Linked DNA regions of Rattus norvegicus: region 2 is linked to region 1. Evidence: chromatin contacts called from public Hi-C data. All regions are on one chromosome and are shown on one strand. Each heading gives the region's core, a stretch centred on a gene start, on an enhancer-like site or on the middle of the called end of the contact. The rest is flanking DNA. Distances are from core to core; before and after follow the strand shown.

What was found. A called contact is a pair of places that touch in the nucleus more often than the background predicts.
Region 2: a Hi-C map of liver shows a contact between it and region 1, with 8 times the contacts expected there. The contact joins two enhancer-like sites. A contact is called at or near these places in 11 of 12 Hi-C or Micro-C datasets (the A7r5 cell line, the Rat2 cell line, Schwann cells and 7 more) and 1 of 1 datasets of contacts at active chromatin or transcription factors (oligodendrocytes).

What each region holds. Positions count from the first base shown.
Region 1 is chr13:33,698,615-33,704,902 of GRCr8, forward strand. The region is part of intron 2 of Sctr (secretin receptor); the gene reads left to right. Among named protein-coding and RNA genes, the nearest start is that of Sctr, 21 kb to the left of the region's middle. Within about 2 kb of position 2,852, at least 9 of the 93 cell types and tissues checked have an H3K27ac peak or open chromatin away from gene starts, as enhancers often do. A contact at or near this core is called in hepatocytes and liver, where this site is marked.
Region 2 is chr13:33,820,922-33,827,209 of GRCr8, forward strand. The region is part of intron 1 of C13h2orf76 (similar to chromosome 2 open reading frame 76); the gene reads left to right. Among named protein-coding and RNA genes, the nearest start is that of C13h2orf76, 21 kb to the left of the region's middle. Within about 2 kb of position 3,625, at least 2 of the 93 cell types and tissues checked have an H3K27ac peak or open chromatin away from gene starts, as enhancers often do. A contact at or near this core is called in hepatocytes and liver, where this site is marked.

The sequences.
Region 1 (6,288 bases), core at 1,602-4,101:
AGGCCTGGGCATCCACCCAGATTTGTCACATAGGGCCTGTGTGACCTCCAGCAAGACCTTGGTGTTCTGCCTTCTCTGTCAAGTGGAGCACGTCCATGCTCTCTTCTTGTCTGTCCAGCTGGTTGGTCTCCCCCGAGCATGAGTGGGAAGGCACAGAAGGTTTTTACCTTTGTGCTTTTCTGTTGACATGAACCTCACATTAAATCAACCTCTGGGAGGTTTACAATGCCCTGGCATTGGTCATACTATGCAACCACTCATAGTGAGTCTAAAATGCTCCTATCAGGCAAGGAAGAACCATGAGCTGACTCCCCGGGACCTCCACCAGCAGGTTCAGGGTCCCAGAGCAGGGGTGTTCCAACTCCTCTGTCACACACTCCAGAAATAGTCCCTGTTATCATCAGGCCATCTGTGCCGATTTATAAATAAGCCCTGAGGGTAGCCCCATGCACTCACACAGGAAAGAGTAAAAGTTGACAGAGGGCTGGCTCTCTGTGAGCCAAGCACCCTGGCTGGCTGGGGCCCTGAAGGTCTCTAAGGCCCCGTTCTGCCTTCCAGCTCAGTCTTCCGCCATTTCCTGGCCCTACTTCACCATAAGCCTGCATCTGGGGCTATCTCTAGGCAAGACACAGGCACGCATTGGGTTGTTCCAGACTCAGAGGCTAGAGGAGCCTATACCCTCCACTGGGTGGCAACAGATCATTCTCTCTTAGCTGTGGCTTTTATTTTGACTCTGTTCTCCTGACACTTAAGCCTTGGCACTTCTATCCATCTATCTGTCCATCTCTCCACCCACCCACCCACCCATCCATCTGCTTGTGTGCTTGTTTATTATTTTCATATCCCCTCCCTCCTCTCCTCCAAATCCCCCCTCCTCCGTCCCCTCTACCCTCTCCCCATCCACTCCTCATTCCTTTCTCTTTAGAAAGGGGCAGGCCTCCCATGGATGTCAACCAAACATGGCATATCCAGTTGTAGTAAGACTAGGTACCATCCCTTGTAGTAACGCTGGACAAGGCAACCCAGTATGAGGAAAAGGGTCCCAGTCAGGCAGCAGAGTCAGAGACAGCCCCTGCCCCCACTGTTAGGAGTCCCACAAGATAAAGCTACACAACATACGTAGCATATGTGCAGAGAGGGTCTAGGTCAGACCCATGCAAGCTCCCTGTTGGTGTTTAAGTCTCAGGTTAGTTGATTCTGGGTTTTGTTGTGTGGTGTCCTTGATCCCGTGGTTCCTACAGTCCACCCTTCCCTTCTTCGTCAGGGTTGCTTGAACTCCACCTGATGTTTGGCTGTGGGTCTCTCCATCTGTTTCCATCAGTTACTGGTGACAGTTGGGCTAGACACCAGTCTATGAGTATAGCAGAGTACCATGAGGAATCATTTCATGACCTTTGTTTCCCCTGAGTAGTGCTTGATTCTATCGTAGGTCTCTGCGCTATCTAGACTCTGGGTCTGGATCTCCCGGCAACATCAGGGATGGGCTCGTGGGTCTCAAGTTGGACAGTCATTGGTTGGCCACTCCCACAATTTCTAAGCCACCTTTACCCCAGCACATCTTGTATGTTGAAAGTTTTATGACTGGGTTGGTGTCCCCAATTCCTCCACTGGAAGTCTTGCCTGTTACAGGTGGTGTCCGGTTCAGGCTCCATGTCTCCCATTGCTAGGGGTCTTAGCTAGGGTCACCCTCACAGATTCCTGGCAGTTTCCACTGTCCTAGGTTTCTAGCTCATCCCAGACATGCCTACCCCCGCTTTCCATTCCAGTTGTCTCTCCCAGTACCATCTCTCGCCATCCTCCCCCAATCTGGTCCCTCCCATTGCCTTGGCATTTCTTGAAAACACCTCAGACTTTGCTCTGCATGGGTGGTAGCTAAGGGATCACTACCCGTAGCCACAGGGTCCTTCTGTGCCTGGCCGGGGAAGAGCTCTCTGCTGGGCTGTCCGTGCTCTGGTCTCTGTAGCCATTCTCCACAGAGCCATTTTTCACACCAGTCGTATGGCTTTTGAGGGGCCTTGTGCTTTTTCCTCTTCTTCCCTCCCTCCCTTCTTTCTTTACCCCTCCCTCCCTCCCTCCCTTCCTCCCTTCCTTCCTTCCTTGCTGTCTTTCTTTCTTTCTTGACATCGTCTCATGTAGCTCAGGTTGGCCTCAAATTGCGAGGTAGTCAGAGATGACATTGACCTTCTGACCGCCCCCTCCTTCTCCTCTTCCTCCTCCTCTTCTTCCTCCTCCTCTTCCTCTCCCTTCTCCTCCTCCTTCTCTTCCTCCTCTTCCTCTCCCTCCTCCTCCTCCTCTCCCTCCTCCTCCTCCTCTTCCTGATGGCTCAGATTTCAGGTGTGTGCCACCTTGCCTGCTCCTGTGATGCTAGAGCTGGACTCAGGGCTCCCTACATGCTAGGCCAGCACTGCCCCCAACAAAGCTGTAGCCCCAGCACCCTGTTTGCCCCCCCCCATCTTCTAAAGACAAAGTAAATTCTCTAAAAACCACATAACCAGTAAAATAAAAATTGTTCAAACAAGTGCCACGGAAAAGGCCAAGCCTCCATGTGAGCCGTTTCCTCGCCTGCCAGGAATTCACAGGTCTGCTCTCTGCCATCTTTGCTCAGAGGATGGAGATGAACTGGGCAAATAAGTGCTTCTGTGGGTAATGCTCTGAAATGCAGGGTTTAGGGCCAGTTTTCCTGATGTGAGGGCAGCCTGGAGGGTGACCCTTCACTGAGGAGACAGGAAGGCTGTACAGGACCCCAGCTTGGTCATCCTCCTGCGTTTGTCTCTTGCTCCACCTTGGACTCCTCTGTTCTTCCTCCACACATGGGCCATTGACACCCTGTGACACCTGGGCTGTTGCAATATGCAGTTCCAGAATGTCTGCTTCTCAGAGCTCAGGCCTGGCAGTAGTTCCACCCTGGCCCAGGGCCTGGCTGACATGAGGAGTGTGGCACTGAGCCAGCTGGCAAGGGTGCCTACCTACCCCAGTCACCTTTACCAGGCCCCAGTTAGCTCTGGGTTGGCTGTTCTGTGGACCCTGCCCAACGTGACCCCCAGAAGATTCTCAGACATTCTGACACCTCATTCTGTCTGGCCAGGCAGGCAAGGTCACCTATCATCTGGACTGGAGTCTTTGGCTAGTGCCCTGGTGACTTGGCCAGCTCCAGGCAGCTCTGAGTCTCACTTCTCAGGTGGCTAATAGTCTCTGGAAGTGGCCATCTTCCCTCAGTACTGGAGAAAGTGCATGGAGATACCTGCTTAAGGAAGGGGGAACACTGTGGGCTGGAGAGATGGCTCAGTAGTTAAGGGCACTGACTGTTCTTCCAGAGGTCCTGAGTTCAATTCCTGACAACCACATGGTGGCTCACAACCATCTGTAATGAGATCTGATGCCCTCTTCTGGTGTGTCTAAAGACAGCTATGTATATTCATATATAATACATGAATAAATCTAAAAATAAATAAATCTATAAATAAATAAGGAAGGAAGGAAGGAAGGGAGGGAGGAAGGAAGGAAGGAAGGAAGGAAGGAAGGAAGGAAGGAAGGGGGAACTCCAAATGCCAGAAACAGAAAGCAGTCCGGAAGGAAAGGACTCTTCTAGGACCAAGTCATACCTGTTACATTAATTACTTTTCTCATCGCTGTGACAAGATCAGCGTAAGAAAGGACGGTGCTGGTTTGGGCTCAGAGTTTGAGGGTACAGTCCATCAAGGCAGGCACAGCATCAGGAGTCAGCTGCTCACACGGCATCCACAGCCAGCAGAGAAGAGATGGACGTTTGTGCTGAGATCACTCTGTCCCTTTTTCTCCAGCCCATGGAACAGCTCCCACTCCAGGTAGCTCTTTCCACCCTAGTTAACCCAGATGTGCATGGAAGTTTATCTCCTCAGTGATTCTACATCCCATCAAACTGACAGTGGGACATTAACTGTTGCACCCAGGGACACCTGGGAAGACCCTTCCCAGCCCTGAAGAGGACACCCGTGGGTGCCTGGAGAAAGTCTGACCTCCGGGATCATGGGACAGACAAGCACTCTGTAGCTGCTCCAAGACAGAGAAGCACAGGGCTTCCTGCCCCAGGCTCCCTGTAACATCCGGAGTGAAGATTCAGAAGCATTCAAGTGCTGCTCATGTCCTGGGTTCCTCAAGGGACCAGCATCTGTCTAATCCTTCATTCTGCAGATGCTTTTGCTGGCCCCTGGAACCACATCTATATTGGATGGTGCTGACATAAACAATCTAAGAGGGGAGGAATTTGTTTTTCTCACAGTTTCCAAGAGTTCAGTCTATTGTCCTCAGCCCTACTGACTTTAGGCCTGTGGTGAGGCAGAATGTCATGGTGGTAAGAACATGTTCAGAAGGATGCTGTTTGCTTCATGGTGGACAGGAGGCAGTGCATAAGAAAGAGCTTGAAAGTTGTGCAAACCATTCATAGACACTCTCCCTTCAACAAGCCCCTCTCAAAAACTTTCCTTAACCTCCTATAACTGTGCCACCACTTAGGGACCAACTGATTAGTACACGAACCAGTAGGGGACATTTCTATTTGTATCACAACAACCCAGTCTGGGATGTGGCTCAGTTGATAACCTAATATGCATAAATCCCTGGGTTCCATCCCTAGCCATTCATAAATGATTATTGTGATGATTAACTTTAATTGTTAACTTGACTCAACCTAAAATCACCTGCGAAGAGAATCTCAGTAAAGGAGGGTCTACACTGATTGGCTTGTGGGTGTGTCTGTTGGGGATTGTCCTGAGTTAATAGATGTGGGAAGAGCCAGCTCACTGTGGGTAGCACCATCCCCTAGGCAGAGGTCCCAAGCTGTATAAAAGTGGAAAAAATGAGTTGAGAACAAACAAGAAAGGAAACACACATGCAATCATTCATCTGCCTGCCCTTGATGTGGACATAGTGTAACTAAGTGCTTCAAGTTCCTGCCACTGTGATTTAACCTAGAAATATAAAACAATAAATCATTCTTCCTCTCTCTGTCGGTTAGAATATTATATCATAGCAACAGAAGTGACCTAAGTGAGCCAATCTGTATCCTCAGGACTCAGGAGGTGGAGGTAGGTGGATCAGAAGTTCAAGGCCTGTCTGAGATACATAGAGAGTTCAAGGCTGTTCTGGGATACATGAAGCCAGGAGACAGAGAAACAGTAGGAGGCCATGTTGAAGCATCAGTCCAAACAAGCAAGGTCCAAACAAACGTAGCATCTGTATCCCTTCTCAGTACAGTCTCCATGGTAACCAGACCCACCACAGAAGCTCTGCCCTTTACTTCCCATCAGAAGCGATGGGAAGTATGTCCAATACACAACTCTTTGGGCTTTGGCCTACAGTTTTCTAATTCAACCTTTGGGAGGTGTATTTTATAAACTCCCCAGAGATGCTTTGAGAATTCACCCAGCCTTCCCTTCTTCCCTGAGCTGAGTGTCCAGAATGCCCCAGTTCTCAGCACACAGAGACAGAGGCAGTCATTGACCTAACTTCCAAAGAGAACACTATTGTCCACCAGGCAGAAGGGTCCCCAAGAGCAGAAGCCTATCTGATGGTCTTCAGCTGAAGCCCTGGGCCTCCTGTGGGCCTGGCACACTGAGGATACTCATTATGAACCCAGGAAACCAGTGGATGGACCAATGCTGGCATCCTTGGTGTTCACACCCGTTCCCCTGGTGTACAGATGTTTTGATATCCTTGTGGCTTCTCAGTTCCATGTCTTTATCGGGGCCCTCTGCTCTTGATGCCAGTCTCTGATTTGGTGTTTGTGGGAGGAAGCCAAGGCATCTGACTCAGCCCGCACTTTCAATGAAGCAGAAGCCATGAAATAGAGTGAGATGGGGTGGCTTACTGAGTTGACACGGCCAGGAAACATAGAGGCAGGATGTGTCTGCCTAGCTTACTATCTGGTGCCAGTCCATAGTCCCCAACCAATGTCCCAAGGCATTGGTTGATTCTGGGCAGGTTCAGGGCCATTGTGAAGAGGCAAGGAGGTGTGTGTGTGTGTGTGTGTGTGTGTGTGTGTGTGTGTGTGTGTGTGTGTGAGAGAGAGAGAGAGAGAGAGAGAGAGAGAGAGAGAGAGAGAACAAGGAGTGGGCCTGGTCAGGATGAATTGGGTTAGTAGAGGGTACAGAGGTCTGGTAGGGTGAGAAGGTGAGTCAGCTGTGGTGTGTTTTGCCCTGTCAGTGGCACCAGGCACCTAGTGGGCCTGGCAAAGTTTAGAGGTAGCTGAAGCAGGGGGCCAGGTCAGGCTATGACCCAAGATAAAGATGGTGGGAGTGGCCTTGGGAAGCC
Region 2 (6,288 bases), core at 2,375-4,874, 120 kb after region 1:
GGCCCCCTCTAGCACTGCACTTAAAAAACAAACAAACAAACAAACAAACAAACAAACACCCATCATGGGTACCTGAGAAGGACTCCAAGGTTATAATCCTAAAACTTGGCAGGTGGGTTTAGATAAATTTAGAAGCACAGCAGAGGAAATGGCCAAGGCTAGTGAATTAGAAAAAACATCTTTATCAACGTCAGACAGGGGATGGATATGTAGACTTTACAATAACTAGGAAAAGTACCAGAAAAAGCAGACCATCCAGTTAATAAATGCCCTAAAGAACTGAAAAGACAGTGTTCAAAAGAATAGACAAGAGTGGTCAATACTTAATTTTTTTAAGCCAATATCTTTAGTCATCAGGGAAATGTAGATCAAAGCTGAGTTGAGATTCTGTCTCCCAGGCATCGTGAGTTCAAGCCCTGGGACTCATATGGTAGAAAGAAATCTTAGATTCCATCTCACCGTAGTCAGAGCTGCTGTCATCAAGGAGATAACTGACAGTGCTGGCGAGGATGTGGGGGAGGACAGCCATTGTGTGCGTTTAGTGGGGATGTAAACTCGTACATAGAGAACAGTACCGAGGCTGCTCAGCTAAAACCAGGAGTCATCCAGCTATACCAGCCTTGAATGTAAATATGAAAGACTAGCTTGGTGATTCTCAACCTTCCCAGTGCTGCTACCCTTTAACACAGCTCCCCATGCTGTGGTGGCCCCGACCATAAGATTATTTTCATTGCTACTTCATAACTGTGATTTTGTTACTGTTATGAATCACAATGTAAATATCTGTGTTTTCTGATGGTCTTAGGTGACCCCTTGTTTGACCCCCCAAAAGGGGTTGTGACCCACAGGTTGAGAACCACTGCTCTAAATCAACATATCACAGAGACACTGCCCACCTAGCAGCTTAGGTGACCGTCAACAGATGAATTTGTAATGAATATGCAGTGGAATCTTATTTAACTGTGAAGAAACAAAATTCCAACATTTGCAGGCAGTGGACGGAACTGGAGGTCATTATGTTACCGTATGTCAGAGTCACAAATTCAAGTATTTCGTGTTTTCTCTTACACACTGACTCTGAAGCATGTATGTGTGAGTGTGTGTGAGTGTGTGAGTGTGTGAGTGTGTGGGGGGCATAGAAAGGAAACCAGGCAAGAGGAAGACGAGATCTTACAGTAGGGGAAAGGAAAAGCAGGAGGAAAATGCATGGGACATGGAAGCTGAGGGGGAAGCTGCTGGAGACGGGGGTGGGGGGGTGGAGGGGGGAGGAGGGAGGGGGAAGCTGATGGGGGAGGAGGGAGGAGGGAGGAGGGAGGAGGGGGGGGGAAGATGCATAAAAGCGGGACATGACACCAAGTATGAAGGTGCCATTAGGAAATCTGTTACTTTGTATCCTACCTTAAAAAGCAAGAGTAGAGGGAAAAGCTTAAAGAAGACAGCAGGCTGACAACTCCTACAACTCCTCATCTGCTGGTGTGACACACAGGGAGGTCAGACAGTGCACAGCCCTGCTGGTGTGACACACAGGGAGGTCGGACAGTGCACAGCCCTGATGGTGTGACACACAGGGAGGTCAGACAGTGCACAGCCCTGCTGGTGTGACACACAGGGAGGTCAGACAGTGCACAGCCCTGCTGGTGTGACACACAGGGAGGTCAGACAGTGCACAGCCCTGCTGGTGTGACACACAGGGAGGTCAGACAGTGCACAGCCCTGCTGGTGTGACACACAGGGAGGTCAGACAGTGCACAGCCCTGCTGGTGTGACACACAGGGAGGTCAGACAGTGCACAGCCCTGCTGGTGTGACACACAGGGAGGTCAGACAGTGCACAGTCCTGCTGGTGTGACACACAGGGAGGTCAGACAGTGCACAGCCCTGCTGGTGTGACACACAGGGAGGTCAGACAGTGCACAGTCCTGCTGGTGTGACACACAGGGAGGTCAGACAGTGCACAGTCCTGCTGGTGTGACACACAGGGAGGTCAGACAGTGCACAGCCCTGCTGGTGTGACACACAGGGAGGTCAGACAGTGCACAGCCCTGCTGGTGTGACACACAGGGAGGTCAGACAGTGCACAGCCCTGCTGGTGTGACACACAGGGAGGTCAGACAGTGCACAGTCCTGCTGGTGTGACACACAGGGAGGTCAGACAGTGCACAGCCCTGCTGGTGTGACACACAGGGAGGTCAGACAGTGCACAGCCCTGCTGGTGTGACACACAGGGAGGTCGGAGGGTGCACAGTCCTGCTGGTGTGACACACAGGGAGGTCAGACAGTGCACAGCCCTGCTGGTGTGACACACAGGGAGGTCGGAGGGTGCACAGTCCTGCTGGTGTGACACACAGGGAGGTCAGACAGTGCACAGCCCTGCTGGTGTGACACACAGGGAGGTCGGAGGGTGCACAGTCCTGCTGGTGTGACACACAGGGAGGTCGGAGGGTGCACAGTCCTGCTGGTGTGACACACAGGGAGGTCAGACAGTGCACAGTCCTGCTGGTGTAGCACGGAGGGAGGTCGGAGGGTGCATAGCCTGCTGGTGTGACACAGAGGGAGCCAGCATCTGTAAAGTCTTCTGTCCTTGCTGTTTTCGTGTGAATTCTTTTCCTACACTTAGAACTTCTGATACTTTTTCCCCTTTCAAAGGCTTGTGTAGAATAATGGGCTCCCTGGGGACTTTCATACTGGTGTATAAGATGCTTTGATTCTTGTCACCGTTCCTCTCCGCACCCACCTGCTGCTCTCCCTTTTCTGCCCCACTTCCTGAATAGACTCCCTTCTGCTCTGCTCCTTAATCTTTTCCCACGTATGAGAGAAACAGTGTTTGTCTTTCCAAATCCGCCTTTGTTTTGATTATCACAGTATTTTTCTTGTATCCATATTCCTACCAAAAATACTGTCACTCTTTTGTGACTGAATCACATACACATAAACCACAGACATAGAACCTGACCACCACACCAGACTCCCCAAGACGCACGATCCTTCTGCCTCTGCTGCCCAGGTGCATCACCATGCCTAGCGTCACCTTCAGCTATCCCATTGCTAGGTAACAACTTGAGAAAACTATGGTCACCATACAATCCACCATACAATCCAGACACTCACATGCTTATGGAGGCACCATTCACAACAGTGAATTACACAATCAGCCAAGGTGTGTGTGTGTGTGTGTGTGTGTGTGTGTATGTGTGTGATGACAGCTACTCTGACAGAAATAAAGATGTTCTCTCAATGGTGTTTGGTTTGATTTGTGTGTCATTCATTTGCCTATTTATCCATTGAATTTTTTGTTTTCTGGTGTTTAATATTTTGGGTGTTTATATATTCTGAACACTGATCTTCTGTCAGACAAATAGCTGGCCAAGACTTCCTTCCATTCTGTATTTTGGATTCTCTCATTTTAGAGGCTGGAAATAGCTCGCACCAGATACTGAAGGTGACGCTAGGCATGGTGATGCACCTGGGCAGCAGAGGCAGAAGGATCGCTGGAGTCCAGATTCACGACCAGCCCCAGCAGCATAGCAAGACCCTGTCTCGAAAGGAAAGCAGACAGTTAGCAGAGGCCAGCGTGCGGCCGTTGGTCATGTGGTCAGTCCCAGGCTGTTTGTGGAGTCCGGTGCTCACTGATCGTTATTGATTACCCAAGCAGAGAGGCATGCCTCGAGTGCTTGCTCTGATCAGTTTTTGGCTCTTACAGAGCAACAAAAAGTGTCAGTCATTCTGTGCTCACAAGCGCAGCTCGGGGCTGACAGGACGACACTTGGTCTTCTCATTTCAGATCCTCAGCTAAACAGACATCCAGTTTACAATATATTTAGTGTATGTGTGCGTGTATGCTTTGCATGTGTAGAGGTCAAAGGGCAACGTTGAATGTCCCTTCTCAGGTACCCCCACCCCTTTTGACAAGGTCTCTTAATAACCTTGAACTTTGCCAAGTAGGCTAGGCTAGCTCTCCCTTAAGCTTCTAGGGATCTGCCTGTCTCTGGCTACCGTCTTACCACTGCGACTGTAGGCGTGTACTGGTATACCGGGTGGCCGGGCTGCCTGCCTGCCTTCCGTCCATCCCTCCTTCCGTCCTTCCTTCTGTCCTTCCTCTCTCCCTCTCTCCTTTTCATTCTTTTAAGGAATGACTTCTAAAGTGACTCATTAACTTTTAGAATTACGTTCATTAGTGTAGTAGGTGCATGTGCCAGCCACATTGTGGGGATCCAAGGACACTTGAGGGGATTGGGTCTCTTCCTTCATTTGGGTCCCAAGAGTCAAACACAGGTCAGTAGGCTTGGCAGCCGCCCTTGAGTCATCTTCCCAGACACAACTTTTTTTACTTAAAAATTATATGTATGTATGTCTGCGTATATGTGTGTCTGTGTGTATATATGTGTGTGTCTGCATGTATGTGTCAGTGTATATGTATGTGTATGTTTGTATGTATGTGTGTCTGTATGTCTGTGTATATGTGTGTCTGTGTATATATATGTGTGTGTCTGTGTGTATGTGTCAGTGTGTATGTATATGTGTATGTGTCTGTGTGTGTCTGTGTGTGTGTCTGTATATCCGTGTGTATGTATGTGTGTGTCTGTGTGTGTATTTGTCAGTGTGTATGTGTGTCTGTGTGTATCTGTGTGTATGTGTATGTATGTATGTGTGTATGTGTGTGTGTGTCTGTCTCTGTCTGTGTGTGTATATCTGTGTGTGTGTGTGTGTGTGTGTGTGTGTATGTGTGTGTGTTGGGAGCGCATGATGGCGGTCAGAACACAACTTGCAGGATTTGGCTTTTCCCTCTACTGTGCGGGATCATAGAATAAAACTGACATTATCGTGCTCGGTGTTAAGGGCTTTTTAAAATAGTGATTCTTTGTGAATTTCACATCATGTTCTCTATCCCTTCATATCTGCCCTTTGTCCTTGCGATCCTCCCAAAGAAAATAAAATAAGATAGAATTAAAAACAAAACCTTGTCATGAAAGCTGTGTATGTCACAGTGTGTCCCCCAGTGTACCCTCTGTCTACACATCTTTACTTGCAAAGGATCATCGCAGTGAGTCACTGGTTTGTTTCACAGCCTCTGGCTTCTGCTACCCTGTCTATCCTGGAGCCTCACTGGGACAAGGCTTTTTTTTTTTTTTGTTTTGTTTTGTTTTTTTTTTTTTTTTTTCGGAGCTGGGGACCGAACCCAGGGCCTTGCGCTTCCTAGGCAAGCGCTCTACCGCTGAGCTAAATCCCCAACCCGGGACAAGGCTTTGATACCCTGTTGTTGCCCTGTGTCATGGAGATCCTACAGACTGGACCCTACACACGCCCCAGCCGTTCAGAGATGGAGTAGGTGTTGGGGTGGGCCAACCTGAAGCACCAGATCTGGGCCTGGGAGGTCCTAGGAGACCATCCCACTCTTTGTCCCTCACCACCAGGACAAACTCACCTAGTGCTACAGCCGGCAAGAGACAGGGTCGGCCCTCCTGCTCTCATGGCCTTGGGGCTGGCTCACCCCTCCCCCACCATCAGGGTCAGCTCTACTGTGCTGTGTAGGAGAGGGGCCAGGCCAGGTCAGCACAGCCCCTCAGGCAGCAGTCCATACTAGAGACTGGCCTGGACTTTGGTGGTAACGCCAGCCTGGGACATCAACACAGATCCTGGCTTCAAGACCGTGGATTCAGATGTGGCTCCCAGCAGCAGCATGGGCCTGGGTGTCCCCGAGGCCTCAGGTGGCAGTGCAGGCCACTCAGATCAGCTTGTCTCCCTGCAACAGCAAGTCCTTCAGATAGCCACGCAGTCTCTTGTGCAGCCAAACCACGGGCATTCACTTGGCCTTTGGTGGTAACCAGGACCACAGACCATGACATAGAGCCCAGCTTCAGCAAGACCACCAACCCAGACATGGCCCTTAGTGGCAGCCCGGGCCAGGACCCCACCATGGCCTCTTCATATCTGCCTGTTCCTCACTGCTGTGGAGTCTCCAGTCCCACCTTCCTCACAGTGACTGAGCCCCTCAGCCTAGCTTTCTCTCCGTCTCTCCACCGAGTTTCCACCTCTCTATCATGCATGCGCCCATCGTAGCGGCACCTACTTCAGGTGCTGTGTCTTCCTTCCGGCCTCCCTGAGCCAGCGTGAGTAGTAAGGGCCTTTACTTGCTGAACCGTCTCACCAGCCCCTGTGCCGTGTTTAATGTAGATTCCTGTGGTCCAAACTGAGGTTCTCGTGCTTAGGAGACAAGCATTTTACCGATAGAGCCATCTCCCAGAGCCCGTCTTTTGCTACATCTAACACCCCAGGTGTAGCTCTGAATCAT